7 separate regions of the Mus musculus genome follow, and all the other regions are linked to region 5. The links are chromatin contacts, called in public HiChIP or PLAC-seq and promoter capture Hi-C maps. All regions are on one chromosome and are shown on one strand. The core of a region is the stretch at or near the end of the contact, and the rest is flanking DNA. Distances in the headings are between cores, read along the strand shown. Region 1 has its middle 21 kb from the start of Gm34428. Region 2 holds the start of Mos (Moloney sarcoma oncogene). Region 3 overlaps Chd7 (chromodomain helicase DNA binding protein 7). Region 4 overlaps Chd7 (chromodomain helicase DNA binding protein 7). Region 5 holds the start of Nsmaf (neutral sphingomyelinase (N-SMase) activation associated factor). Region 6 has its middle 17 kb from the start of Gm46842. Region 7 holds the start of Plag1 (pleiomorphic adenoma gene 1).

Region 1 (4,014 bases), core at 101-2,600, 2.6 Mb after region 5:
TTTATTTTCCTGAGAGGAAGATCCTGCTATAAGAACCACCAGGCACTGTTTAGTTTAGGTTTGGCCCCCCTGGATGATTTTAGTAAAGTCACCAGCATTGATCTTTGAGCCCTTTTAAGGTGTTATTTTGTCGCTGGGGCTCTCTCTGGCTTCCATGGCTTCTTCTTGCCTTCCTCTCAGTGTGTAATTACTCTCGCCTCAATTTGTTTACACAGCTTGGAGATGGGGACAGAGTTCTCTGGTGACCGTGCAACTGCAGCAATCACCGTAAAGAGAAGCATTTAGACGCTATAAAACCTAAACGCCCGGCATGCACCATTACATAGCAGTTACTGAAATTTAGCAAATTAAATTAAATAATTTAAATAACTTGATTTCAGGGATTTAAAAATTCATCTCTGTGGAATCCAGTAGTCAGTTTATTATTATTATTGTTGTTCATCAAGTACAATTTATGTTTTTTAATGAATCAAAATCCCTCTTCGGCCGCCCAGTCCACAGTAGCTCTCGGCACCCTCGATTGAGTCGGTATCTTCGTGCGCCATCTTCCGGCAGCGTCTAGTACCACGGCCGCGAGGTATCAGCCCAACCCTGGGCTGCGGAGTTGGGGGAGTCGCCGCGACTGCCAGGGTGGCCAAGTCTCAGTCTCTGCAAAGATTCACGGTTAGGACAATGCTCGAAGCTATTGAGTAAACTGCTCCCGTGGGCTTTGTTATTGTGGGTCACCCTGAAGCACGGGGACAGCCCGGAGAGACTCTGACTGTGGAGGCTGGAGGCTTGTTTTCTGTCAGTGGACGCCTGCTCTCATTCCCCATCAACGACTAGATGTGACTGACCTGCCATTTGTCCCACATCACCGGGAAGCCAGCCGTCCCTCCACAACCCACGGCTTTTCTCTGCTCCACCAGGGCTCCGTTCCAAGGGGCCGTTGCACGTTTAGACGCACAGCCCAGATAAAAACCTGTTTTAAATATTTTATTTCCCTTTCTGAAACAGTCAAAGCCATGTGTTGTTGGGATAATGGAGAGCTGCGCCTTGTTTTTAAGACTATTTTTACACTTATGTTCAATCTAACGATAGTTTAACAAGTAAACAACCATCAGATGATACTGATCGGGGTTGAAGGAGGGAAATCCTTTCCTAAGCAGCCCTTGGCGCCTTGGTTTGACTTATCTCGTTTCGGTTAAGTGCCACCTACGTCTTTCCCCACGTACCCTGGTTTGTAATCCAGTGCACCCACCCACGTACAATGGCTAATAATCCAGGCACCCAGGAAAGGAATCCTCTACCCTCTCGTTGGACCTCTTTCCTGGCTTCTAGGCAGAAGGCAGTGTGGGGAGCTGAGCGCCTGATTGCTTTCCCATTTAACAACTGGCTTGTCCCCTCCCCCACTACAACGCTTCAGCGGAGCAACAGATGGTGTTGGGGGCTTTTTTTTTTTCCCTGAGTTTAAGATGGTTCATTTTGTGCTTTCTCGGGAGAACGATGAAGATTAACTCCACTCCATCGTGAGCTCTTGCAAAAGAGCAAAAGAGAAGATGTGATATCTTCTAAAAAACTCCCACTTCATCTTGCCCCTGTGTGGCCAGTGCGTTCTTTGTCATCTTCAAGTGGAAGTCTCTTCTCTCTTCTTAAAATTAAATCCCTTTCCTCGTCATATCCCCCTGCTTTCTTCTTTCCTAGGCACACACTTTCCATGTCTGCACAGAAAAGAAATGTCAGGAAAAGTTGTCAGACAATTTATAATTCTGTACATGTTAAGTTACGGATCTCTGGAGATTTTGAAGGCTGTTTTATTCTTTCGAGCAAAAGACAAAACTCAGTATCGGCAACAGCAACAGGGCTGGAGAGGCTGCTTAGCAGGCAAAGGCACTTATGCCCAAGCCCAAGACCCTGCGCTTGATTCCAGAGTACCACATGGTGGAAAGAAAAAACAGACTCCCCAAAGCTGTTCTCTGACCTTCCACACCTGCACGGCAATACTCAAGCACTTCCCACACCCCCACACCACACCCCCACATCACCCCTACCCCCACACCACACCACACCCCCACATCACCCCCACCCCCACACCACACCCCCACATCACCCCCACCCCCACACCACACCACACCCCCACACCACACCCCCACACAAGAGAGGGCTTGACTCAGACTTACACATTAAATAAATAACATTTAATAGAGAACAGAAATCACACAAAGGGAAATATTTAAGAAAATCAGATTAAGGCTGAGTGTGGCGGCTTATGCCTATAAACCCAGATATTGGGAAGCTGAGGCAGGAGGTTGGCTATGAGTTTAAAGTCCACCTGAGCTATGGAATGAGACCCCTTCCTCTCTCAAGAAAGAAACAAACAAATAATACAATACAAACTGGCATGATAACACATGTCTGCAAGCAATCCTAGAATGTGGGAAGTTGGTTTTATAGTGAGTTCAGTATTCACCTGACCTACACCCTTAGGAAGAAAGCAATAATCAGACCGAGGGCTGATGGCATTCCTCTGTTGTATTACATTGAAGTAGCAACCGCAGACATAAAATGAAGAGATGGTACTAGGTAGTCTTGTTCCCAATAATACAATTATTTACTTACTTAAGAATTTTTGAGAGAGGCTCATAATATAGCCCCAAGCTGGTCTTTAACTCACCACCCTTTGGCCTTAGTCCTCAGTGCTAGTGTTAAAGGAATGTGTCATCGAGATCAGCCTCCATCCTTAAAGGTCTGAGCACCTTCCTCTAGCTGCACAATGATGTAAAAAGGCAAAACGAAACAAAAGGAAACAACACAAGAATCTGTTAGACATCAAGGCTGAACTGCTTTTCCTCCATCTGCTAACTGAAGGCCAGTCCTTCTCAGCTCCTGGTGTTGTATGTAGCCCATGTCATTTAGTGTCATTACAGTGTCATTAGAGTGGCCTTGGTTCCACACTTGCCTTGAGAGGCATGCTCCTGCCTCGCACTTGCTCAGCCCTTGGGCTAATCCGGAAGCCTCATCCTGACCCTGCGTTCCTCCACAGTCCCTCGGTGTCGTGAGCTGCTAGTTCTAATCTTATGCAGTCATTTATTTGAGTTCTTTTTCTCTACTTGAAAGAGGAGGCAAAGAAACCTAGGCATAAACGAGCCCTTTCAGACTCCCTGTTTGTCTGTCTCTTTATGGAGAAACTCAGGAACAAAGTGACTTTGTGCTTTCTGAAACCAGAACACCTTCAGGAACATGTTACAAGCTAAATGGGATCCCCTGCCTCAATTCCCATGCTGAATTCCTCCTTGGTAGCTTGGAAGGAGACCTTATCTGAGACAGGGTCTTTATAGAGACGGATAGGCTAAAATGAGGTCATCAGAGCGCATTCCAACCCAGTCTGAATGGTGCCCTTGTAAGAAAGGGAAGTTTAGACATGTTTAGAGAGACAACTGCGTGGAGGCAGAGGGAGAAGATGGTTACCTACAAGCTAAGGAAAGTGGCCTCAAGAAATTCTCTTAGTGTTCTTAGAAGGAGACAACCCTGCTGCGGAGTTGATTTCAGGTTTTTGGCTTTTGGAAGGTGAGGCAGCAAGTTTCCATTGTGTAAGCCAAATGTGTTTGTTGCTGAGGCCAAAGCATCTTATAGAAAGAAAGATTTGTGTTGGCTCCCTGTCTCAGAGGGTTCCAGTTCACGGTGGCGGAGTCGGGTAGGATAGAGCAGTCCGGTGTGGTAGCTGCAGCATGTGACAGATGTTCCTCATATGACAGAGGATGAGGAAGCGGAGGAGGAGGCTGAAGGAAGGGATGACTTTCAGGGTTGGTCTCCAGTAGCTACTTTGCAGCTTCCCAAGACAGTACCAGGATAGTACCAGGATAGTGGGGGACACAGTACCAGGATAGTACCAGGATAGTGGGGGACACTGCAGAGTCAAAGCCGGGCTCCAGCTCGGCAGTTCCTAATGGTAGCCTTAGCAAACTAGTGCAGAGTAGGGGACAGCTTCTTGTGTGTTTGTTTATTTCTGAATTAAAAACAAAACAAAACAACAGC
Region 2 (4,175 bases), core at 1,653-4,152, 2.6 Mb before region 5:
CTCCATCTTTCATCTGTTTGGTTTTGAAAAGCTCACCAGTTATCTTTGTCTCCTCAGCTTTTGTCTACAAATAAATTTACTTCTTCATCCTAAAAGCAAACCAAACAACCACACACATTCAATGTCTCTTGCCTCCTCCAGGATTCTGCTCCTTTCTGCAATACACATAGCCTCTAGCGCAAGCATGTGCCACCAACTGTCCTAGCCATTGCACTTGCCTGGCCTCTCTACACGTGGACACCGATGTACTCTTCTCACTCAGAGAAAGCCACAGTTGTCCCAGTGACAAGTTCCACAGCACCCAGTGTTGTGACTTCTAGAAAAAGCAATCCCATCTCACTGGTCTTTTCTTTCCAACTCAGCCCTCCCTCTTCATTGGGTTGCTATTTGCCCCCACCACACAACTTTATTTTTGCCATCTGCTTTTGGGCTCAAATCTGAAGCAAAAGAAACCCAGTGTAGAAGTGTTTTTGCAACTTTCCTGCTCATGACAACGTTCAAATGTAAGCTATTACAAGTCATTTAGAATTTTGTTGCTTGAAAACAATTCAATTTGTAAAATTTATGTGGAAGTGATTACAAATGGCCTTTCTTTATGGACTGGAAAGGAAAGCAACCCTTTTCATTTTTGTTTGTTCTGCTTTTTCTAGACAAGGATTCTCTGTGTAGCCCTGGCTATACAGTAGTAGCCTGTAGTCTTGGAACTCATTTGTAGACCAGGTTGGCCTTAAATTCAGAGATCAGAGATCCAACTGCCTCTGCCTCCTATGTGCTGGGATTAAAGGTATGCTCCATCACTGCTGGTTAACAACTGTTCCTTTAAAAAGCATTGGTTTTGTTGTTTTGTTTCAGGGAAACTGCAGCTTGAGTTTAGGTATGTGTTAGGGGAGATTTGAAACATGAAAATTTACAGGGGGAAATGTGGCATTCTATAGTACCATTCGTTTTTGGAAAAATGTTCTTTACCAGTAACTAAGTTTTCAACCCCAGGACAAATGGCTGAAGTGCCTATTTAACACAACAAAGTGGACCTGGTGCCAGGTTCTCCCTGCATCCCTCAATCCCTATCAGTACAGGGTGGTCCTGGCTGGCATGCCCTTCTTCCCCAGCTGTCCTTCCCTGTATAATCCATTTAGTTACTTCTCCTCTTTTGGGCTGCTACACCTGATTCTCCTCTCTTCCTTCTCCCTTCCCCTCCTACCTCTTCTCACATGGCTCAGAGTCAGGTCCATGTCCTATGTCTCCCTTTTATTCACGATAAACTTTGTTCTTCATACCTAGGAGCAGGGATGTCCTCTCCTCCCACCATCACCCCCATTCTTTTTTTCATCCAGGAACAAACCTTACTACAGAAATGATACAGTAGGGCCAGGAACCCCAAAACGGCTTAGTTTACCAGCAGCGATGCCCATGAGATCTGTGGCCCCGTTATGCTTAGGAAAAGCACTTCAGGCTGAAGTTCGTGGTAACTTTATTTCCTAAAAATATGCCCTAGTGGTATGTTTTCTTCCACACCATCCTTACTTCTTTAAAAAAATAAACAGAGACAAAAAGCTTATCTCTACATCGGCTCGATGGAGTCAGCCTAGTGCCCCTCGGAAAGCCTTGAGGTCCCTTTGGAGCAGTTCTGCACCCGGCCTCTGCAGGGCGCGGGCCTCCCAGCAGCTCTGGATGATGTTCTGCAGTGTCTTTCCAGTCAGGGAGGCGGTGAACACCGCCCCTGCCAGTGAGGGGCGCAGATTGTAGGCAACCACTGCATACTGCACGTACTGAGGTTCGCCGGAGTAAGGCACCTCCCTGGTGGTCATCTGCCACAGGGTGATTCCAAAAGAGTAGATGTCAGCTTTGGGCGTGGCAATCTCTCCTTTCAGGATCTCCGGAGCTTGGTGCGTGTACGTGCCCCCTATGTGGTGAGGGGACGCCTGCCGGCACCGCAGATCCTGCAGCTTCTGGGAGCAGCCGAAGTCACTGATCTTACAAACGTCTTGCTCACTGATCAAAATGTTCGCTGGCTTCAGGTCCAAGTGCAAAATGCTTTGTGAGTGGAGAAAAAGCAGGCCGTTAACAACATCTAGGGAATACTTGAGGCACTTCCCCAAACTCAGTTGTTCTCTGCAGCTGAGAGGCTCCGGTGAGCGGGTGGCACCGTAGATGACTTGGTGTAGAGTCACGTTGCCCCCAAACTCCATGATTATGGTACCTAGGCTGTTGGAGTCTTCGGGCGTGCGCGTGCTGGCAGCCACAACCCGAACTATGTTGTCGTGGCGTAGTCTTGCAATGTTCAGTTCAGCCCAGAAACTCCGCTGGGATGCACGTAGGTCCTTGGTGCACTTGTTTACTTGCTTGATGGCCACAGGAACACCGTGGTAAGTGGCTTTATACACCGAGCCAAACCCTCCAGAGCCCAGCCTATGCATCAGACATACCTGTTCCCAGTCTATGGAGAACCAGGCCAGCCGGCGTGGCAGTCCGGGAGCCCGAGGAGGAGTGGTCCCCAGGAAGAGCTTCCCTGCCTTCCTCGGGGCCACCAAAGGAATGCTGCAGGACCGCGAGTCCACCGATGGCGACAGCTCACGAGGGAGGTAGCGACACAGGCTTAGAGGCGAAGGCATTACACCCTCAGATGGGACAGTCACATGAGACACTAGGGAGAAATGAGTAGGAACAGCCAGGGAAGTTTGGGAGCATGGCTGAAGATTGCTGCCTTCATCCCAGTTCCTTTCCCTTCTTCCTTGATTCTCAAAACCAGCCACATCTGTGCTATCACTACTCCACAAGGTGTTTCTTTTTTAAAAAATAAGTCAGGTGGGGTTGGGGGTGCAGATGAAGCCTGGCAGTCTCAGATGAAACGATTGCTCACAGCTAAAGTGAATCCTTAGCAACTTCTTCCCCCGTTAAACAGTACTGGCCTGCCCAAAAGTTCACGTCACCTTCCAACTAATTCTTCAATCACAATACAATGGAAGAAAAAAAAAATCAAGTACATTCTGATGATCATTAATCAGTCCTTCGACTGAAGAGAAAAAAAAAGTACAGTGAACTTGGTGCACACTTTTCAGGCTATAATGATTGTTAGTGCTAGTCTCCAGCTGCATTAAATCACTCCCAGCAGCTATTGGCTGCAAGAGTTGCAATACAAACAGCAGACATTTGTTGAACTACTTGCCAGGGTTATTAGATGCAACCTTTGTAAGAATTAACATCTGTAACTTTAATGTCTTTGATCCAAATACAATCACTTATAGAAGTCAGATCACATACCTTTTACGTTCATCAGAAGGGAGCATTCTGACACTGTATTTGATTTAAACAGCAAGTTAAGACTCTGTAACATAACAACACAGTGACCTCCCAATATCCCTTTCCAAGGCAAGTTAAGCCACCCCATGAGTGTGAGTTTGCTTCAAGACAGATTCTAGACTTCACAGAAAGCAAGTTCCTGGAATTTAATGCAGAGTTGGAGGAAGGAAGAAAGGAACAAAGGTGATTGTGATGACCACGGCTGTAAATATCAGCAAGCGTGGGAAAACAGAGGAAAAGTCAGGAGAAATAGACATGGCTCAGAATCACTGGTACCCATCTATAATATGGAAAAGCAGATGCTGAACACAAATTCAGGGTCTGGCCATCAAACCACACATTCCTCCTTTTTTGTTTTATAAAAATGCGCTCAGTTTTATGCTATATCTCTGGGAGAATGGGGAAGAGCCTTGCTCTGTTTATTCAAAAACGTTTCTCAAAGTGGCTAGGAGTTATTCCTCTTAGCTGCTTGGTAAGGTGTTTTATGCATACAGGTGATAAGTGATCACTTTTCATGTGACAGCTGTGTCCCTTTGACTTCAGAATCACAGGTTTTGAGAAGACAATAAAGGAGAGACATATAAACAACTCAAAGTTCACCAAACTCCAGGTTTCTACTTGATGGTATGATATGATTTAGTCTGCCATCTTGTACATAGTATATAATTGTTAGCACCTCAATGCTTTATGTAAGAAATTAGAATAATTAAAGTAAACATTTTTCGGGAATAAAAGTTGAGTAGCTTTGAACATATTAAGAGAACAAAATATTAAAAATGTAAGCCATGGAATATTTTAATAGAAGCCCCATTCTGTGCACGCATATCAAACCCAAATAAAAAAGGAAAATAGTAAGCAGGACAAAATTTAAAAGC
Region 3 (3,820 bases), core at 275-2,774, 2.3 Mb after region 5:
GTGTGTGTATATTTAAATCCATTCTGGTTTGTAGAATCATCCATTGCTTGTTTGGAAAATACTAGTTCCCGTGAATTGTATAAACCATCCAAGCCCAGACATTTCATTATGCTGTATTTTAAAACCAGAAAAGTCTTTAAAAAGCTATTGGAAAACTGTCAGGTTCATGGCAGTAGATGCTGGTTTTCCAAAATTTTGATTTTTGCTTGAATGCTCAAATTTTATCATTGGCAAACAGAGCTGTCAATTGTTTTCCTTGAAGTGACAGATTATTTCGTTCGTTTCTGTAACGCCTGCCAAATACTTAAGTCTGCAGGCCCATAGTTTGTCAGTCACTTTCCTTCCAGTGACAATGGTGTACTCAGAAGAGAGGTTGCCCTCAGTCATGCGGTCTACTTCTCAGTCTGCTTTGAACCAAATGGCTTCTGACAGCCACTAGAAGGTTGCAAGTCTAGAGGCGGGCAGGTCTGGAGCACCCCTGGGTTACTCAAGGACGCGAGTGCGTTGCAGGTTAAAGAGAAAGTTCTCCGAGCACGGCAGACTTAACACTGCAGAAGTTATTAGAATGGATGCTGCTTCTGGGCAGCAGTGCTGCTGGAGACTGGCACTGCATCTGGTCTCTGCCAATGGGCAGAAGGTTGTCCGAATACCCCTTTGCTTGGTAGCCTGCTGCAAAGAGTGCCTTCCTGTGCACTCCTTTAAGATCGGATGGCCTCAAAATGTCAGCCTTTTTGCAATTGTGTGTAAATATGCTTGTTCAGTATGAGAAGCTCTGATTGCCAAAGTGTGAAAAGTGTGGCTATATGCTTTAGCAGCTCTGGGAAGTTACCTCAGTGTGTCCCTGTGGTAGCGAACTCTGATCCCTGTGTCAGGACTGGGCTCTTTTCGCGACTGATGGGTGACCTTGAACACAGCACTCTCCCACCTTGTCTTCATAAGGTCATGGATGGAGTTCTTCATCGTCCATGTTCTGTGTACAGGTTTGAGAGGCATTGGATCCCCTTCACAAGGGTGGTAATAGTGGTTCCCTGTGTGGGGGAGGATGCCTTGCCCCGCAGCTTCTTGTCCCTTCTGGGTAACTAGGCTCTGGCATTGCAAGGTATCATGTTTGATGTAGGGTTCTCTCTCTTTCCCCACCCACTTCTCCAGGGAGCATCTATCTCACTGGCCGCTATCTGTCTGTCCTCCCTCTCTCCCTCCCTCTCTCTCTCCCTCCCTCCCACTCTCTTTCTTTCAAGTCGGTGCTGAGGGTTGAATTCAGGTCCTCATCCTTGTGAGACAAACACTTTGTGGACTGAGTTACCTCCCTAGCCTGGTGTTTGATTCTTCAGGCACCATAAGAGTTCTCAGCCTGGGTAAAGACCCTTGCGTGTCTTAAGCCATCAGATCCTGTATGGATACCCTGTATGTTTATGGGACTAACTTGGGAGTGAACATTGTCAAACAAGTGGGGTAAGGCTGGCCCAGGACAGGGGAGAGAACAGCTAATATTTGCACACTGCCAGCTGTGTGCAAGGTGTTCTGTTAGTGGCACTGTGACATTGCATGAAGTCACTTCCAAGCAACTCTTTGGTAGAGGCCACAGAAGGCTGGCTGGGACACAGGGCAACTGCTGATTCATGTGGGCCAGAGCCTTGCATTGTGGTCTCCCTGGGTTCTAGGTGCTGCCCTCCCCCAGCCCCACCAGCTGTGATAAGCGCTGTTTCACTTCTCTGGATGACTATTTTAAGCTCCTCTAAAGTGTCGAAGAGATGTCACAATTGGACAACATTAATCTTTGAGAAGCACTGATTTCATAAATGAACTTTAACATTTGTAAACTTAACTTTTGGCAACAGTCAGTAAAAACCAAAGATGAGAAAATGCTGGTGTTAAATCATGGACCCGTGCTGGAAGGGCTTCATGGCTGTTTTAGCTCTGTCAAGTGATGGCAGCCATCTCAGCCTCCGCCTTGGGATGGATTCAGAAACAAAGGGTATGGTGTGCTGCTGTGATGATCTGGTACTGGAAGGCTCTCTATCTGCCTTTCAAGCTCAAGTTTTGGCCAGTTGTTTATTGAAAAGGACTATATTGTCTTTTAAATGTGTGTGTGTGTGTGTGTGTGTGTGTGTGTGTGTGTGTGTGTATGAATGTTTTGTCTGCATGTATGTATTTGCACCACACACACATGCCCAGTACCCATATACATCATTACAGGGCATCAGAGTTGTGAGCCACCATGTGGGTGCTGGGAACTGAGTCCTGGTCCTCTGTGAGATCAACAGCTCCCCTTCTGTGTCATTCCTCTATCACCAAGGACTGTAATCTCATGTTCCCTCAATGGGATGTTCACCCCCCCCACCCACCCCCCCAACCCCCCTCCCGCCGCCGCCGCCGCCAGTAAGTGCTGAGGATAAAAACTGGCAGGAGACACCCTACAGAGGCTCCGCAGCCAGCAGGCTGTGCTTCCCAGAACTGCTACCCTCCCCTCTCTAGGGAGGGAACTGTGGGTTCCTGTACCCACACCCCGAAATGTGACCTCAGAAGCAGGCTCTAGATTCTAGATGTGAGAAAACATCCTAATGGGAGACCCTGGGAGATAGGGATGCTAAGAAACCAGTTAGAATCTCCTATGACCGTAAGGTTGTAGATGATGATGTAAAAGGTGGCTTGGGGTTGGAATTCCCTGTTTTCTTGCTGAGAACTGTCTCTAGCAGCTGCACAGTCAGGGATTCTGAGAAACAGAGTGCCCCAAGGAAGACCATCAAGACAACCACATAGCGATTTAGTTCTATTTTATCTTTCTGAGTGTTCTTACGGGTAGGTAGGTGTCCAGATCGCCTCCACGGCATCCTCGGTGACATTTACCCTCTTTGTTTATTCAAAAAGGAAATCATGGAGCTCACATGTCTGTAAGGTTATTTTTAGCCAGTTTAGAAGTGGGTCAAATGCGTTTAGAATGTGGCTCTTGTTGGAACATTGCAAGGTATGGAGTAGGTGTGTTCTGGCTCCTGACTTCTCATCCGAACCAAGTGGCAGCACTTTGTGTTTCTGGTGATTGTGAAGAGAGAGGGCCATGGCTGGGAGCCCACAGGTGACTGTGGCCATACTTCCCTTTCTGTAGGTGCCTGGGGCACAGGGTCCCTCAGCTGCCTCATCATGGGGTCCTAAGGAAGTGCATCTGAGAAGTGAGTTTGCTTGACCCCTGCAGTACACACTATGTCTAGTAAAGTAGGTGCTGATGTACTTCTAGACAGGAAGGGCTAGTAACGTTAGAATGACTACTAGTAACAGTAATTTTAACCTACAGAAGCTTCAGGGATGCTTCAGAAGGTGGCTTAGCAGATAAAAAAAGAGTTCTTACTGCTTTTGCAGGGGAACTAAGCCCACGTGGCAGCTAATAGTTCCAAGGGCTTCAGCGCTCTCTCTGACTGCCATAGCCCCCCACCCCACCCCACACATAGTGTTTATAAATGTACATACATTTTCATAATACACCCCCATACAACACATCACAGACATTCACATACACATCACACATATACCATACACACATTGCACACACACACATACATATCATACACACACATACCATATACACATTATACATACCTTACACACACAGTATACATACATAAACATCATATATATATCATACACAAATCACACATCATACATATCACACACATCACACACACACCACACACATTATATATACATACATGCATACATACACATGTCATACATACAAACACACATTCAAATCATACACATCATACACACATAGCATAGATACACGATATACATATCATACACATATCATATACACATACCATACATA
Region 4 (3,823 bases), core at 285-2,784, 2.3 Mb after region 5:
TTGGAAGAAGAACGAGTATATGGCTGTGTTTGGAGTCTGGCAGTTTGAACCTTACAGATATAAACAGGATGGTAGGTGGACTCTGCTCTTTTCCCACTGGTCTCATGCTGGGGACCCTTGCCTTGGGGCGAGAGTGAAGTGACAGGCAGTGACTGTTGTCATTTAGGTTGGTATGGCAGGTGCTTGGCTGAAGCAGTGGTAGTGGCAGGGTGAACGTGCCGTGTGTTCTTTCAGCTAGTGACTAACGCTATCATCGGTGTTCCTTCTGTGAACGCTCTTTAAGTGAGCTGATACTCGAAGCTTGTGGATTTTCTCCATGTGTTCCGCCACTGAATTGGCACTGGTGGGTCTGGGTCTGGGTCGCAGAGAGAGAGCATGCACTGCACAGATGTGCTGCTTGTCTTCCAGGGGTGTGCAGAGAGTGACCATCTCTGTCCAACGCTGTCTCCTTTCTTGTCTTTTCTCATTCAAACCCACAGAAATACTGAGCGGTGCAGATCTTGCCCTCATGGGATAGATGAGGGAATGAAGGTGCAGGGAAACTAGATGTGATTTATCCAGAGTCCCAGTTGGAGCTGTGGCGGTTAGAGCTCAGGCTGACTCCTGTCTGGTGGAAACCAGCATTCTGTAGTACTTCAGGTAGAAGAAAAAAATTGACTTGTGTTTTACGTAGGTCAAAACAGTTTGAATATTACACTTCATAGGAGTCCAGATTGGCTTATTCCAAAATCATAATGATGTGATGTAAGTGATTGAATATTGTCCTGGTTTATAAAGTGTCTGGGTGGCCACTGAAGACCCCTTAGTCTTTTTCTGACTTCTTAGGGTGCTTGATTGTATACTGGTGGGTGGGAGAACCTAGCTGTGCCTCAGCAGGAATGTCGTGAGCTCTAATGAGTTTGCCTCTTGCAGTAATCAGAACTGAAAGTGCTTGCCTGGGCTGGGAGGTTTTTGTCTAAGCATTTGGAGAGGCCCTGCCTGTCTGACTTCCAGCCATCTTGGAGGTTCTGTACAGTGCATCCTTGGATGGAGCAGATGGAAAGTCATTAGTGTTTCTGTCCCCCAGCAAATAGATGTTTCCTCAAACCTGGCTCTGGGCACTAAGCAGACAGGCAGCCTTTGCTCCTGCAGGGTGCCGCTTGCACAGCCCGAAACCCCACAAACTTGAACTCCATCCTCCGCGCTGCTTGATCGAGGTCACCATGGAAAACATGCACCGCCGCTCAGTTTACCTGGCAGTGGTTCAGCTCTTTGACAGACCTACCTCTGATTTAAACAAATTCGAGAAATATGTAAAGTTTTGGAAGCAGTTTTGCACTGATTTTATAAAAGAAACCACAAAACACTGCAGCGCAGGTGTTGAGAGTGTTTGAAAGCTGATTGAGGGAAGCAGATGGCTTTAGTCAGTGGCATCCAGCCAAAAGAGCAGGTGCTGGTCACGTGACCGCTGGTTACCAGGGTAATCTGATTGCTCTTGGCGTGCAGATGAAAGGAAAGGGGCCCAGTGTTCAGCTGTAGTATTGTATAATTTGTGGCAGTTAGAGCGGAAATAAATGCTGGAAATGGAGCCTCATGGTAGGGGAGACTTCTGTCAGTGTGTAGTGTAAACACCAGGACACTCTCCTCAGGAACTGCTGCATGAATTTTTTAATTTAAAAAATATTCTGCTGTCTGTGGATTTCTCTGACTTAGTCACACCACCTCTTTTTATTTTTTAATTTTTTGTAAATAAAATCAATTTTTGAAATGTAACTGCTATTTGTGATCATCTTGAATTGTTTTCAGTTGTTTCCTGATGTAGCTGTTTGCTATGCTAAAATGCTCATGTATCAAAATAAGCTCTGAGTATGTAAAAAACAACAGGTTTAAGATGATCAAAAACATATTAGTGGAGAACGCTGCCCTAGGTGTGTGCCGGAAACGCTATTGACACACTTTGGAAGGGTTTAACGTGACACATCTGTACTTAGAATCATTAGCTGCTGCAGCCTCTTCCTAGTGGCTCAACAACATCTTTCTTAGGGCCTCTCTTGGTGAGCTTCTCTGGGACTTTATAACATTTAATAAATGTGGGGTTTTGAAATATGTATCTTTAGTTTTTCAAGCTACTTAGAGCTTGAGGCACCCTAGAAATAGTAAAAAAAACAAAACAAAACAGAAGGCTGGTATTCGGATCATACATTTTCTGTGTTGTATATATAACAAACAGTCATTTGATGGTAAGAAGTCTTGGGTGCAGAGTGTAGATGAAAGGGAACACTGAGTGTTTGCTCTAAAAGTACTGTGAGGAACGGTTTTGGGGGTGGGGATAACCCAAGAATTTTATTTTTCCTGTGTTTTGGTTTACCATTCAACTCCTGGTGTTTCTCAGGAACATGGAAAGCGAGCTTCAGTTATTGGTGAGAAACAAGCACACGCTTATAATTTCAAAGACTTAGCTTTTGGTAGAAATGCTAATTGTGGGGCTGGTGGTGGCCTCAGTGGTAGAGAGAGCTCTTGTCCAGCATGTCCAGTTGCTAGCACTGGAGGAAATGAAGGCCAAGTGTGGCTATCCCTCCAAAATGCTTAGCACCAAAAGGAAACTTACTCATAGACAAGAACACCGAATTAAATAAAATTATGTATTTCTAGGAAATTAATTTTTAGTAAAAATGTACCGGTCACCATTGGACTTAAAAAATGACTGTGTGAAACTCTGTGCCAGAGAAATAAGGGTATAGTCATTAGATGGTATTTTTCCCCCCTTTGGTTAAAAGAATTGGTCTTCACCCGACTTTTTAGCAAAGAGACATCCTAGGTTTTTTGTCACAGCTTTGTATGTCAGCAGGGGCTGGGGGTAGAATTCTGTGAAGTGTTCAAAGTTCTACATCCAGTTCTGTTTCAATGGGTGAGAAATTTGCTGAAGGTCATCAATTATAAGTTTTGTTGTCAAACCTTAATTAGGAGTACCATTTAATGAAAAGCGCCCAAGACCCATCGACCTGGCCTTTGCCACCACTCTTTATTAACAGAAAGAGAAGGTTTGGGGCATGTGGGAAACCACACCGAAGGTGTACGCTAAGTGATGTACTTTGAATTCTAGTAATAAGAAACCGGATTCAGAAGCAAGTGCTTTGAAGAAGAAGGTCAACAAAGGAAAAACAGAAGGTTCTGAAAATTCAGACTTGGACAAAACACCCCCACCGTCCCCCGCTCCTGAAGAGGACGAAGACCCAGGTGTCCAGGTAACACCATTATTCCCTTCGGGGCTCCAGCTGGGGAGTGGGGTAACTTTAGCCACATGTAAAGCACGCCAGGTCTCTCCAGGCTTTGTTTGTCAGGTGTGTGTGTGATGGCCTTATTGTTGTCTGGAACATTATATCCACAGTGAAGAGAGCCAGAGCCCACAGAAACCCAGCTTACTCTAGGGCCTTCTGAGCTTTGAGATTACTAAAGCAAAGAGCTGCCCTTTATTTCCACAAATGTATGTTTTAATGGTTATGCTGTTTTAAGCATTTTTAGCGTTGCTATTATATCGCTTCATTTAAAGTATCATTCACATTTAAATTTTTTTCTAAATTTTTTTTGGTCAATTTTTATTTGATTTCTCCCTCTCCCTCGAGTGTGTGTGTGTGTGTGTGCGCGCGCACATGTGCACGTGTGTACATTCATGTGGAGGCAAGAGGCCACCCTCAGGTGTCATTCTTTTAGGAGCTAACCACCCTGTGTTTTTGAGACAGGCTCCCTCACTGATTTGGATTAGTGAAGCATGCTAGCCTTGGCTGGCCTGTGAGCCCCAGAGATCTTGTCTCCACTCCCTAATGCTGGAATTGTGAGCATGTCC
Region 5 (4,283 bases), core at 880-3,379:
TGCACGGTTATTTGAAATCTAAGTCAGAGTGCAAGGTTGTATTGTTTAGCAAATAACAGTACAGGATGTCCAGATGGAAGTGGAATTTTAGATAAACAATATATTTAGTCTGTACTGTGGTTTTAGTATAAATATGTCCCCAAATCTACATGTGACATTTGCTAAAAAATTATCTAGAATTAATATTTAACCGAGTCTCATATCGTACCTAACAATTCCAGCCGGTTTCTTTCTCCGGCCCTCTTAAATGCCATATACAATACCAGCGCTGTTCATCTCTATCTCACTAAACATCTGGAATATACCGACTTTTCTCCAGTCTTCTGTCATCACTGCGGCAGAATCTCCCAGGCAGGAGCTTCTACTTATGTGGAAAATGTACCGTATTCTAACTGCAGCTGAATCAGCAGTCAGAGACACAAGCTAACTTCAGTTTCTCTTTCTCTGGGTTCAGTGTTTGGTAGCTGTAGAAATCTAAACCCTCTGTGAGTACACCCAGCAGAGAGGCCCCTGGTTATCTCTGAAGCTAGCCTCAAGCTCTGGGAAAGAACTGTTCTCTGAGATAGCGAAACCCTGAGATAGCTGAAACCCGACACCTTTATAAACACGTTGCCCATTTGAAGCCAATGTTGCCAAAAGATAAGCCAAGAAACGCGTGGGCAGAAATGGTAGATCTGGGTCTCTGTAAGGTTGGTTTTCCAAAGTTAACTTTTAAAAGTTCCCCTTTTTAAAAATGGATTCTATGATTTATAAAGAATCTGCTTGGTTTACGTTCAAAATAAAAATTTGGGGTGATCAGGAAGTAGAAATCAGCTGCTGGTGCTGAGTGTAGGGAAGAGTTGATGCTGGCAGCTGATAAATGTTTGGGCTGGGAGCACTCCTACCTTGGAGTACTGTGAACATATGTACATAATATGTAAACAAACCAGCATTTGCTGGAAATAACCGGGGCAGCGAGTTCCTCTAACATTACAGAGCAGCGTAAGACGATTAAAATAAGTCAGAATCTACGACAAAACACCCCCTGTCCGATTTCGCTGTTTATCACAGGATTGTTACAAATGACTAAGTCCTAGAAACATGACAGGCCACGCGTTTAAAACATTTCAAATGTTAATCTGAATGCTCTTCAATGTAACACAGAGCACCAACAAGTCTTAACAAGTCGTCGGGTGCCAGACAAAGAAATTCCATTTAAATTCCGGAGGTGGAAAGGTAATTTCAGCGCGGACCACCCTGCCAGCCCACTACATCTTAGAGAGAGATGCGGGGCTTGGGGAAGAGGGCGGGTTGAGCAATAGCTACAGGTGAAGCCTCCGCAGAGCACCCAGAATAAAAGCTGCACCTGCATTTCCTGGCATAGCCTGCTTCGCTGGATCCACTCAGCAACAACGTGACCGTCGGATCCCGGCTCCCACAGACAAACCCGCATCTCAAAACAAACAAACAAAAATGTAGCCCGCGTTCCCGCTGGAACCACAGCTGGGTCACAAAACCAACCGCCCTGGGAGGGACCCACGGGGCGGAAGTGCGCTTTCCTGTGCGGGGACGGGATCTGAGGGAGGCCGGAGCTCTACCCACGTCCTCCCTGGGCCGCGGCTGACCGCGGCCGCCCCGCCGCACGCGCTTCCCCAACAGCCTCCCATGCAGGGCGCGGAGGGTCGGTGGGGAGACGCCGGCGTGGGACGGCGGGCGGGCGGGCGCGGGGACCGCCCTGCCTTCGCGTCCCCAGGCGCCCCCGCCAGCCGGGCCCACCCGCGCGCGGCTCTGCGGCCCCGGAGGCGGCCGCGGCCTGCAGGAGAGTCCCCGGCTGCCGCCCGGCCCGGCCTCCCGCCCCGCGCACCTCTCCTTGGAGTAGAGCTGCAGCTGCTGCTCGCGCTGCCTCTTCCGGGTGAACGCCATGGAGGCCCAGGGCTCGCAGGCCGCCGACTGTCCCGAGCAGTCCCGAGCGGCCGCACCGGGCGGGCAGGCGGGCGGGCGGCCGGGAGCCCCACGCTGCGCCCCAGGGCCCGCGGCGTCCGGACGGCGCTCACCGCAGCATCCTCGCGTGGGGACTCGGGCGACGCCGTGACTCAGGCCCGGAGGAGGGGCGCGCAGTGACCTGAGGCCGCGGGAGCCGCGTCCTACACTGCCCCGACTAACCTCTGCAGCGCTGCTGCGGCGAGGATACCTCCCACGTGAGCCTGAGACCTGCCCGGGAGCCCCCCAGTTCGTTGGCGGCGGGGATTTGAAATAACAAGGTTTTTGGATGTTTAGTCCCAAATTTCAGTCTTTGAAATAAATAATCGATGGGATTTTATTTTATTTTTTTCGCCCGTGTATGGTGTAGCGGTTCTTAGTAATATTCATATTTAGGTTGCAACTATTATCACAGTGATGGGATATTTTTACTATCTCAAAAAGAAACCTTTACCTTTTAGCAATCACTACTCCTAGGTGCATCTCCACAAACCTTTGCCCTAGAAAACAGTACTTAACTTTCTGTCTCTGTGAATTTGCCTAGCCTGGACATCTAGAATAAAAACATCCATACAATATGTGGTCTTTGTGTCTGATTTCTTTCATTTAGCACAATGCTTCCAAGGTTCGTCTGAGGTATAGCACAAGTCAACATTCTATTCCTTTTTATCACGGAAGTGTATTCCATTGTATCACACACTGCATTCCTGTTAATATATTCAACAGTTGCCAGGCACAGCAGTGTTCCCACCTTTTGGCTATAAGCATTCACGTACCCGTTTATGTGTGTAAATGCTTTCATTTCTGTTGAGTGAAGTCGAAATCAAAGGGTGGAGTTTCTAGACTGTTTTAATAAGTCCATCTGTGAACTCTGAAAGTCTGCTACTGTGCTTTCAAAGTATCCATTTAACTCCCACTAGCAGTAAAGAAAGGTTCTTACCTTCAACAATACTTACCTTTTATATTCTGTCCTGCCAACTATGACTCGTATTTCATTGGGGTTATGATTTCTCAATACCCTGAGAATACGCTGGATATTGCTTACCTTTAAGGGACTCTCAAATAACAAGCCTCTAAGTTGTGTGTGTTGAAACACTCCTAGTGTTGGCTTAAGAATCAAGTTCTGCAGGGTTGAAAAAAAAGCACAACAATGGCAACAATTAGCTGTCCTTCATCACTGGCAGCATGTGGGGGAAGATCGGAAGTCATAACTGAAGAGACCTGAGTACCCTATGTCAGTGAATCTCTTCCTTTTATCCGAGTGCTGCACAGACTCTGTAACTACCCTAATGGTCCTTGGGAACGAGCTTGTGTGCATGTGTGCACAATGACATAAGATTATGAGAATGGCTAAGATACCATCTGAAAATTTTCTGTGTGGCAAATAGTATAGTAGATGCTATGGACTCAAAGGAGAGAAATTAATTTGGCTGGAATAAAGTAATTAAAAAATAGACCAGAATCTAAGTTTTCTTTTCATTAAACATTGAGGAAAGATGTGGTCCTGGTAGTGGTGGAGAGTGACAGAGTCTCTCCTTGGCCAAATTCTATCCAGGTCCTGAGTTCTCTCAAGCTTTGATCTTAGCTTACAAAAACGGGGGACTTCCATCTCGTTCCCTCTCCATATTAAGAGCCTTAAAGCTCTGGCATCATTTCTAAGGGTTCCTCCGGATGGCCCTAAGCCCCTTTCAGTACCTGTTCAAAGCTGCCAAGAGATCTTGTTGCTGTCCTCAACTACTGTCTACATAGGCTGGAACTCGTGTGGGGCTGGGGAGATAGCTGCCAGCAAAGTATCTGCCACATGTGGGCGGGGATCTGAATATGCATCCGGGCATCCATGTGAGAAAAAAACAATTAAAATAATGAAGCATATCAGGTCCAGCCTGTAACCCCAACACACTGGGGAGTCTGAGGCAGTAACTAACTGGCTAGCATGGCTAGTGAGTGCTGGGTTCTGTGAGAAGCCCTGGCTTTGATGCCTGGTCTCCCAAGGGCACACAGCCCAGGAGCATACAGCTATGAATTCATTTCCACACCTATAACACACACACCACCAACAAAGCACTCCCAAGCTGCTTACATTTGCCAATCACTCCTCTGTTCCTTTGGTATGTTTATGCATCTCCTGCAGCTCAGAAGTATCTCTTTCAAGGTCCTGAAAGCCATTCTTTTGAAATGGGTGTGGGAAGACAGAATCTAACTTTTGTAATTGCTGCTAGCAGACAAGCTGCCTGACCAGCCTTTTGTAGTTTTCTGTTTTCCTAATTCTCCTGAGCCACTGAGCCCTTCCTGAGTTGTCCCTTCAGAGTATTTACTCCTCCACA
Region 6 (3,815 bases), core at 540-3,039, 2.5 Mb after region 5:
TTCTATGAGAAAGCAGGCTGAGCAAGCCAGGAGAAGTTAGCCAGTAAGCAGCAGCAGCCCTCCATGGCCTCTGCATCAGCTCCTGCCTCCAGAATCCTGCCATGTTTGAGTTCCAGTCCTGACTTCCTTTGGTGATGAACAGCAGTGTAGAAGTGTAAGCTGAATAAACCCTTTCTTCCCCAACTTGCTCTTTGGTCATGGTGTTTTGTTGCAGCGAAAGAAAATCTAACTAAGCCAGTGACACTGTAAAGGCCAAAGTCCACAGTTCAAGATGCTGTAGTTTAAAGCATAGGAGAGGATGTGTCACATGCAGGCTATGTGCAAATACTACATCAGTTTATACAATAGGCATGGGCATCACAAGATGCTGAGGTCCTCAGGGGTTTCTGAGGATACTGATGGAGAAAATGTAGCCGTGAAGATGACATAGTCTAGTTTGCAAGGCAGTAAGGGACCTGTGTAAAGTGTAAAGTGCCCAAGTGAAAACCAAAGCACTGCAGAATTTGCGCTGCTATTTTTAGACTCTGCGACCAAGAAAGGCTTCTTAACTACAGGAGTTACACTGAGGAAAGTCTGGAGGCCAGGGAGAACATCTTTTGGGTGAAGGCATCAGTGATAGAACCTGATGGACCAGGCGAGAAGTTGCATGGAAAGGTGTACCCAAAGATAGATGCTTGCCTTCTAAAACAGCAGTTGTTACAATCTCTGAATTACTCTACCGCTCTAGTCTCAGATGGCTTTGATGTTTGGTTCTCCAGTCACCCACTTCCTTTCCTCAGCTCTAGTGTAGAGGCTAGGCGGGAGGGAAGCTTAGCTTTTTACTCTCTGGGGAAGCCTGATGAAGCGCGGTGGGTGGGGCTAGGTGACTGTTCCTAGCTCTGGGTTCTGCTGATCTCAGTAATAACGCACAGGAAGTGCTAATTCTAATGAAAGGAGGTGACAGTGGTCATGAGAGTCCCCAGGAGAAAGGGGACAAACCGAGGCAAAAGCTGAAACTAGGTTTTAACCACAGCAAAAAGTGCTGGTGTTCATTACAGTTGCTGACTTTAATGAACAGCAAGCATGTGAGGTGCCATGCTCCTTAGTAGGCCAGAATCCCATGCGTTCAACAGGCAGTTGGCGCTATGGAGCCTGCCCTTGTTCTTACTGATTGATCATCGTTACTCCCCAGCCCTCCAAGCTGTCCTTGGTACTGGGCTGCAGTTGGCAGAGACTCCTTCTCCCAGTTTTGTCTGCAAGTGGCCATGCTCCTTGAGTTTCTACTTCCTTTTGAGGAGAATAAGGAAAAATGGATTTTTTTTTTAAACTTTCTCATCTCTTGGTGAGGGGCCTTGTGAGCCTTTCCTCTAATGTCCAACTGCTTGGCTTTCTGCGTTCTCTTTGTTGTTGTTTAAGACTGGCTCCACTGACATATAAGAACACCTGCCGCTTCCCCCAGGGCTGACAGGGGAAGCTGTTGTTCTAAATCCAAAGCAAACACTAGTGCCACTGGGCAGCTGGCCTCCCCAGGAGCACAGGTGAATGGGGGTGGGGGGAGGGGTGACAGTGGCTTACTTGTCCTGGAAAGGGGCCATTAGAGGTCTGATCCCCAGGGACTGGCTTCCTCTTACAGCTTCCCTGGAGCAGCTGTGGTGAGGAGGAAGGGTGCAGAATTGACTCCGTTTTGGAAGAGTGGAGAGGCTGTCATCTCGTCTTCTCTTTTCAGGAAGATCTCCAGGGGTGGGTGGGAGGCAGCAGTTCCACTCAGCCACGTGTCCCCAGCATGCTCACACAACATCTTAAGCGACCGGCTGGCCGGAAGGGAGACAGTGCTGAGGGAGAGGATGTGGTTATTCTTCAAAACCCTAGTTCTGTTAAAGGACTTTAAAAAATGGTTGCAAAACACATTCACATTACAGTTTAATACATTTATGCCCATTAAAACATGGTGATCATGAACATTGTGTGTGTGTGTGTGTGTGTGTTTCTGGGTATTACTAGATGCAAGAGGTGGAGTTACACACTACACTTCCATGGTCAGTGGTTGTCTAGTGAGGTTTACCAATAAAGCCACCCTATCTCCCTGTCCTGGCTTTATAGGGTTGTCATAACCAAGTGCCAGAGACACATTGAAGTTTATATCCTACAGTTCTGAAAGGCTGGGAATCCAAGGTCAGAGTGTTCATGGTTGCAGATGTCTGTCTTCTTGTGTCTTTCCATGACTTTTCCTTCTGTGTCTGTCCCATGCTCCTTTATAAACTTGCCAGAGATGGCAGATCATGGCCCACCCAAAATGACTCTATTAACATCACCTCTTTCAAAGGCCTTGCCTCCATATACACCCTCATTTTTGAATAATTGGAGTTAGGGCTTTAACATAGAAATGTGTATGTGGAAGGACAGCAGACCTCTGACTTGAGACCCTTATGCCTTAACCATCCATCAACGACGTGGCAGGTGTATGATGTGCCTGGCCACTTGATGGCTTTCCAGAATTAGTCTCATCCTGATTACTTCTTCAAGATGAGGAACACCCAACTATAAAACTAAAGCATGCAGCGCTGTGGAGTTAAGGTAACTACATTTGTTTCTCGGCATGGAAGGTGTAACGTAGTGGTGGAGTAATTTCCTGACATAAAATGACTAAAGGAAAAACACTTTCTGTTTCATGAGTTTTATTGTTGCGTGTTGTTCCATCACCCTTATCATTAAAAATTACAGGCACAGATGTTACTTTTAGTATAGACTCATCATAGTCTCCTCATGTTGGAGTAAGAAGCCCAGATCCAGGGCAGGGGCCGGCGCAAGCTGCCAAGACCTGCCCAGACCCAGCCAGAATCTACTTGCTCTACTGGGCAGGTGTAAGCCCTTGGGGTTGGGGGTTGGCCTGCTTCTTGGACTTATACAGATATGGAAAAGAGACTGTAGTTATTAAATGAGATGGCCTCTGATCACGAGTTGGGACTTTTTTACTTTTCTCAGAGAATACTTGCCTTTGTTTGTTTTTCTGATCAATCTTGAAACCAGTAGTGCCGACTCCACCTCCGCAACAGCCACCCACTGGCTCCCTTCACAGCTCCACCCACAACACCCACTCATGCAAACAAGAACAGAGAAGGCTCAGGGATTCTTCCTGATTCTGGCGAATATGCTGTAACCCCTTCTTTATAGAAAATAGCATAAATGGCCCCCTACAGCGCTGCTGGCTTCAACAGGAGGTGTGGGTGGGCTGGCTTTTCCTGGCTCGCCACTGGATCACCTCCACCCAGCTGCTCCAGAAAGCTCCTGACAAAGCTCACCCGGGAAGTGCTGCCCGGTCTGCAGGAATTGGCCGTCGCCACGCGTTTGCAGCATACACCGATCTGAATTTCGAGAGTCTGATGTGAACAGACATCATAAGTTGCATCGATGTCACCGAAGGCCAACTAGTGACTTCATTAGTCAACTGTTTCCTTATTGCAATTAAAATGAGGATGGCCAGATGTTTATTTAGGCTTAAGGAAGGATGCAGTATTGTTTGATAGGCGAGAGAGCTACTGAATGTGTTAAAGCAATTCCCCAGAGTTCTGAGATAGATGGTGTATTTCTCAATGACACCGTCTCCCTTGGCCATTCCTTACTGTCAAGATCCAACTTGCCATCTGCTCTGAGATGCCCTGGGTCTCTGCCCAGGATTGTCTAGCAGAACGCAAGACTTTGCCTTCCCTTCCTATTTCCCAGCACACAACATTACCTGCTGTTGCCTCCCTTGGCTTCTTCAAAACACACTGCACTCGTGAGACATGATTTCTCTTCTAGCTTATCAACAATCTGGAATGGTTTTGTTTTTTGTTTTT
Region 7 (3,916 bases), core at 442-2,941, 2.5 Mb before region 5:
ATCCTTTTATATACATAAAACCAGAAAACTTCAGTCCAACATTCCTTAGTGAGGGCGAACAGGTGAAGCAAACGAGCCAGGAAGGGAGAAACCAAACAACTCCCCACCCCTCCCCAGAAGGTTCGCCAGTCTTGCCCTCCAGTCTCTCTGGGCAACAGCACCTTTCCACCCCTCCTCTGGAGAGCCCAGCTTAAAGAAAGGAGGGAGCCACTAACAAAACCCGAGGCATAAATGCGACGAAAATGCAATCTAAAGCCGGAAAGGTTTATTCTTCCAATCACACATATTAACTCTATTAAGAAAATGGCATCACTTTTTTTCCTACCCCAAAAAGCAACCTCCTCACAGATCATTAAAAGGGAGTTATAAAATAGCAAATATAGTGTTTATCTTATCTCAGATCAGTCCACATTACCAATAAGTTTAGTAGTTTCTGCACTACCACCTCCCCCTCCCTCCCCCTGCTTCTCTTGCATTGGATTTTCACGTTTTCTCATTGTCGGTGGAGTTATAAAAGGCTTTTGCCCTTCGAAAGTTTTAAAAAATAAATAAATATTAACTCCTTGGTCCCTGCAAAGTCCAAATGGACTTCAGGGGAAAGGCGGTTCACACTTTTACCTTTGGCGAGAAAGGGGGGCGCATCCCGGATTTTTAGGGATTTTTTGCGATTTTTTAACAATTTTTATTTGGTTATATGCCTGAGTTCTCCCTCCATTTTGGTTGTTTATGATACTGACAACAAGCTGTCCCTGCTCCGTCCCGATCTCCTGCTTTCATTTAGCACCCCCTCCCCCTACGCCCCCGTCGCCACCCGGCTGGGTCCGGCGCCCCGCGGACCCCGCACCCCGACTCGGCTCTCCCACCTGGGCAGGAGGGCAAAAACAAATGCATTTCTCCAGAAAAGAAAAACCTCTTCGGAAAAGGGGGCAAAGTTACCCCAAGTCACTCCCAGTACCCCCCAAATATTGCCGACCGCGGGTCTCCGCCAGGCCCTCTGGGAAGCGACCTTCCCCCGGGATGTTTTGGTGGAAAACGCGGAGAGTTTCCTCTCAAAACCGAATTTATATTAATTTTTCCCTTATTTTTCGGGTCTCTAATGTCTTCCGCTCTCTCTGCTGCCGCTGCCGCTGTCACAATATTCACAGCACCAGAGAGGAGGAGGAGGAGGAGGAGGAAAACTTTTCAAACTTTCCAGACCCTGAATAAAAGGGTTTTTTTTTTCCCACCGACCTCACCTTCGGGTCCCCAGTCGCGTCGCCCCCTGCCCTGTCAGCAGCGACCTCGGGAGTCCTTGCAGCCCCGCCGCACGATTTTATTTGATTTTTTATTATTATTTTTCTCTCTGGGGTCCTGAGCAGGGGCTGGGAGTAGCACAAACTTTTCCTCCTCCTGCCGCCGCCGCGGCTCCTCTGCCCCCTCGGCTAGTCCCATAATTTAAATAACCCTGATATTCCTCCCGCTAAACGCCTCCCCGCCGCCCCGGACCCCCGGAGAACTCACCGCGGAGCTTTAACATCCTCCCTCCGGCCCGTCCGCCGCCTTTACACCGCCCGCGGAATTTCTAATAATTTTTTTCTCATATTTCGGGCTGGACGCGGCGGGCCTGGAAATTGTTTCCTTACGCCTCTTTCCAGCAGCCATTGTAGTGTATGCGCTGCCCCTGCAGCTCAACTTGCAGCTGCCGCCGCCGCCGCCGCCGCCGCCGCAGCCGCCGACGTCGCGCCCACCGCCGCCTCCTACCCCCCCCCACCCCCCCCCCCGCCCGCTCGGCCGCCGCCCCCGCCCCCGCCCCGCGCCCGCCCGCCGGCCCGCCCTGGCCCCCGCCCGCCGAGGTGCCCGCCCTCCTCACGCTCCGCCCAGGGCCTGGCCAGTCCGAGCGGCCGCCGCCGGGTCCAGATGAGCTCATTGGTTGACGTGGCTGCCCATCAGGCCGAAGTGGTAAGAGCGATGCTGAAGGGCGGGGGGCGCGGTGGGGCGGGGAGAAGGCGGGGTCTCACGCCGTCCCACCCGCTCCTCCTGCTTGAGCCCTCCTCCCGCTGCCCGGGGGCGGAGCGAACTGAGCCCGCCCCAACCTCACAGAGTTCCGCGCGCCTGTCAATCTGGCAGCGGCGTGCGTGGATTGGACAAGCTGGAACGGGGGGCGCGGGGGCAGCACGTTGGGGTGCGCGCTACTTAAGGTCCTGCTGCGTGAGCCACTGACGTGTTTGGAACTGCAGCCGGCCCGGGTGCTGGCTGAGTGGTGGCCTGTGGTGAGTGGTCTCCGGCCCCTCCCTCCCTGGACAGCAGGCCCGGGACAGCACTGCGCCGAGGGCAGACCCTAGTTCGTGGCGCCAAACCCTCCGCGGCGCGGCATGCTCCTGCCGCTACTCACGCCACGCGATTCGTCCGGCCGGGGCAGCGGAAGGTGACCCCATGCAGGTCTGGGCACCCCGGATTGTGTCACTCCCCTCCTTGCCCTCCCCAGGTCCCCGCTCTACGCCGCCCCCTTCCTTCCCAGCCCCTTTTGTGGTGTTTACCTGTGCCCGCCCTCCACCGTCCGATTCTGCGGCGCGGCACCTCGGAAGGCGGTGCGGTCCGGGAGTTACATTCTTGGAGATTCGTCTCCGACCTCTCAGATCCCTGTGATGTGTACTTTGACATTTTGTCCCTGGTACTCTGTACCCAGGTTTATGGTGTGCTGTATTTCTGTTTCCGGATTTAACACTCACAGACCAGACTCTGAGAAGCCTGGGGGGCCTGGACTTGTTCAGTAACGTGCCCTTCCCCCACTGCGGATCAAAGCTGCGAAGAGTGGGAAATCAGGAACTTTTTTGGTAAGCAGTTTGCCCTTTAGAGTAGATTTTAGCACTATTTCTCAGATGTGCTGTAGGTTTGCAGTCTTCCCTCAGGCTGGTTTTCTTTCTGAATGTCATCTTGGAAGTAGTACAGTGTTGTAACAGTTGTTCACTCCTGCACCTTCAAAAAGTAAACAGATAAGGCCTCTTTAGCAGGGCACTCCATCTTGTCCTTCAGCCACACTCCTCCATGTAAATTGACATTTCCTCTTCCTTTTCTGTTAACACAGGAATTCATACGAAGGAGGTGACATTAGGAAAACCATGTTTATAGTGCATTTAGTATCCAGAATAAAAAGCAGTAAAACGGGAATAGCCTGAAGCAGCAAATTTGATGCCTGTTTTGTGTGGATACTTTTTAAAAGAATTTCTGGCTGATGATAATGAAACAACAGAATCTCATGATCAGGACGCAGTGTGAATTGTGTTCGTATCAGATTGTCGAGATTATTATATGCATGAACGATCAAGCGGAGCTCTGTGGGAGACATGAAGAGAAGACTGTAGATTTTCTTAGTTCTGGTATTCTCTCAGGAAGAGGCAGTCTTGTAAACTATCTTCCGAAGAGGAAAGGCTTCTAGAGATAGTTGGACTTTGTACTGAGTGCCCTTCCTGTCAAGACGCTTCTACTGGCTGGGTATTTTCAATGAAGTTCATGGCATAAATGATTATTTGGTGATTACTGAAAGTTAAAGGACTCAGAGTAATCAGATTCTATCTCCGGGAAAAGTTGGGCTCCTTTAGCTTAGACATCCCGATCTTTACCAGAATGGAAGAAGTTGGACTGGATGGCCATTGATTCAGAATATGTTCACTTCTTAAGAGTTTATGGGCTTGAATTACTTTTCTGGAATATACATTATTTTGTTTAACATTGTTTTTGGTGACATTTCATACAAAACGTTGGACTTCTCTGAAAAGGCCCATGCATGTTTGTTTTGTTCTGTTTTTTAATTCAGTAGAGTTGTGTACTTCATACTGCCTTATTTCTCTGGCATCTGCTTTGATTTTTCGGTAGAAAAGTGATTAAACTAGAGTAGCATTTGGGTGTGTAAGCCAGATCAGCCCCTTAAGCTAAGTAG

What was found. Promoter capture Hi-C pulls out the DNA fragments that hold promoters and counts their contacts. HiChIP or PLAC-seq counts read pairs in DNA pulled down with a chosen protein or histone mark.
Region 1: a contact with region 5 is called in a promoter capture Hi-C map of liver, with 4 times the contacts expected there. The contact joins the enhancer-like site here to the promoter of Nsmaf in region 5. A contact is called at or near these places in 3 of 39 promoter capture datasets (hippocampal neurons and liver) and 2 of 115 datasets of contacts at active chromatin or transcription factors (astrocytes and forebrain).
Region 2: a contact with region 5 is called in an H3K27ac HiChIP or PLAC-seq map of cardiomyocytes, with 7 times the contacts expected there. The contact joins the promoter of Mos here to the promoter of Nsmaf in region 5. A contact is called at or near these places in 3 of 39 promoter capture datasets (cranial neural crest, liver and pre-B cells) and 3 of 115 datasets of contacts at active chromatin or transcription factors (astrocytes, cardiomyocytes and epiblast stem cells).
Region 3: a promoter capture Hi-C map of liver shows a contact between it and region 5, with 3 times the contacts expected there. The contact joins the enhancer-like site here to the promoter of Nsmaf in region 5. A contact is called at or near these places in 3 of 39 promoter capture datasets (hippocampal neurons and liver) and 2 of 9 other capture datasets (embryonic stem cells and liver).
Region 4: a contact with region 5 is called in a promoter capture Hi-C map of hippocampal neurons, with 4 times the contacts expected there. The contact joins the enhancer-like site here to the promoter of Nsmaf in region 5. A contact is called at or near these places in 3 of 39 promoter capture datasets (the C10 cell line, hippocampal neurons and pre-B cells) and 1 of 9 other capture datasets (embryonic stem cells).
Region 6: a contact with region 5 is called in a promoter capture Hi-C map of pre-B cells, with 8 times the contacts expected there. The contact joins the enhancer-like site here to the promoter of Nsmaf in region 5. A contact is called at or near these places in 4 of 39 promoter capture datasets (the C10 cell line, liver and pre-B cells), 2 of 484 Hi-C or Micro-C datasets (CD4 T cells and pre-B cells) and 1 of 115 datasets of contacts at active chromatin or transcription factors (large pre-B cells).
Region 7: a promoter capture Hi-C map of pre-B cells shows a contact between it and region 5. The contact joins the promoter of Plag1 here to the promoter of Nsmaf in region 5. A contact is called at or near these places in 14 of 39 promoter capture datasets (the 3T3-L1 cell line, 3T3-L1-derived adipocytes, the C10 cell line and 10 more), 2 of 484 Hi-C or Micro-C datasets (the G1E-ER4 cell line and uterus), 4 of 115 datasets of contacts at active chromatin or transcription factors (astrocytes, embryonic forebrain, pro-B cells and 1 more) and 2 of 9 other capture datasets (adipose tissue and liver).

What each region holds. Positions count from the first base shown.
Region 1 is chr4:9,027,396-9,031,409 of GRCm38.p6, forward strand. No RefSeq gene overlaps it. Among named protein-coding and RNA genes, the nearest start is that of Gm34428, 21 kb to the left of the region's middle. Within about 2 kb of position 1,351, at least 158 of the 459 cell types and tissues checked have an H3K27ac peak or open chromatin away from gene starts, as enhancers often do. A contact at or near this core is called in forebrain, hippocampal neurons and liver, where this site is marked.
Region 2 is chr4:3,869,203-3,873,377 of GRCm38.p6, forward strand. Mos (Moloney sarcoma oncogene) reads right to left here and starts at 2,903. Exons shown (of 1, transcript NM_020021.3): 1 at 1,456-2,903. The coding sequence starts at 2,612. The coding sequence ends at 1,581.
Region 3 is chr4:8,732,562-8,736,381 of GRCm38.p6, forward strand. The region is part of intron 1 of Chd7 (chromodomain helicase DNA binding protein 7); the gene reads left to right. Among named protein-coding and RNA genes, the nearest start is that of Gm46841, 17 kb to the left of the region's middle. Within about 2 kb of position 1,525, at least 17 of the 459 cell types and tissues checked have an H3K27ac peak or open chromatin away from gene starts, as enhancers often do. A contact at or near this core is called in liver, where this site is marked.
Region 4 is chr4:8,798,242-8,802,064 of GRCm38.p6, forward strand. Chd7 (chromodomain helicase DNA binding protein 7) reads left to right here. Exons shown (of 38, transcript NM_001277149.1): 4 at 3,083-3,224. Among named protein-coding and RNA genes, the nearest start is that of Gm46841, 83 kb to the left of the region's middle. Within about 2 kb of position 1,535, at least 183 of the 459 cell types and tissues checked have an H3K27ac peak or open chromatin away from gene starts, as enhancers often do. A contact at or near this core is called in hippocampal neurons, where this site is marked.
Region 5 is chr4:6,452,142-6,456,424 of GRCm38.p6, forward strand. It overlaps Nsmaf (neutral sphingomyelinase (N-SMase) activation associated factor), which reads right to left and starts at 2,130. Exons shown (of 31, transcript NM_010945.2): 1 at 1,844-2,130. The coding sequence starts at 1,902.
Region 6 is chr4:8,925,947-8,929,761 of GRCm38.p6, forward strand. No RefSeq gene overlaps it. Among named protein-coding and RNA genes, the nearest start is that of Gm46842, 17 kb to the left of the region's middle. Within about 2 kb of position 1,790, at least 119 of the 459 cell types and tissues checked have an H3K27ac peak or open chromatin away from gene starts, as enhancers often do. A contact at or near this core is called in liver and pre-B cells, where this site is marked.
Region 7 is chr4:3,936,714-3,940,629 of GRCm38.p6, forward strand. It overlaps Plag1 (pleiomorphic adenoma gene 1), which reads right to left and starts at 1,692. Exons shown (of 6, transcript NM_019969.3): 1 at 1,501-1,692. It overlaps Chchd7 (coiled-coil-helix-coiled-coil-helix domain containing 7), which reads left to right and starts at 2,175. Exons shown (of 5, transcript NM_181391.4): 1 at 2,175-2,418; 2 at 2,666-2,813.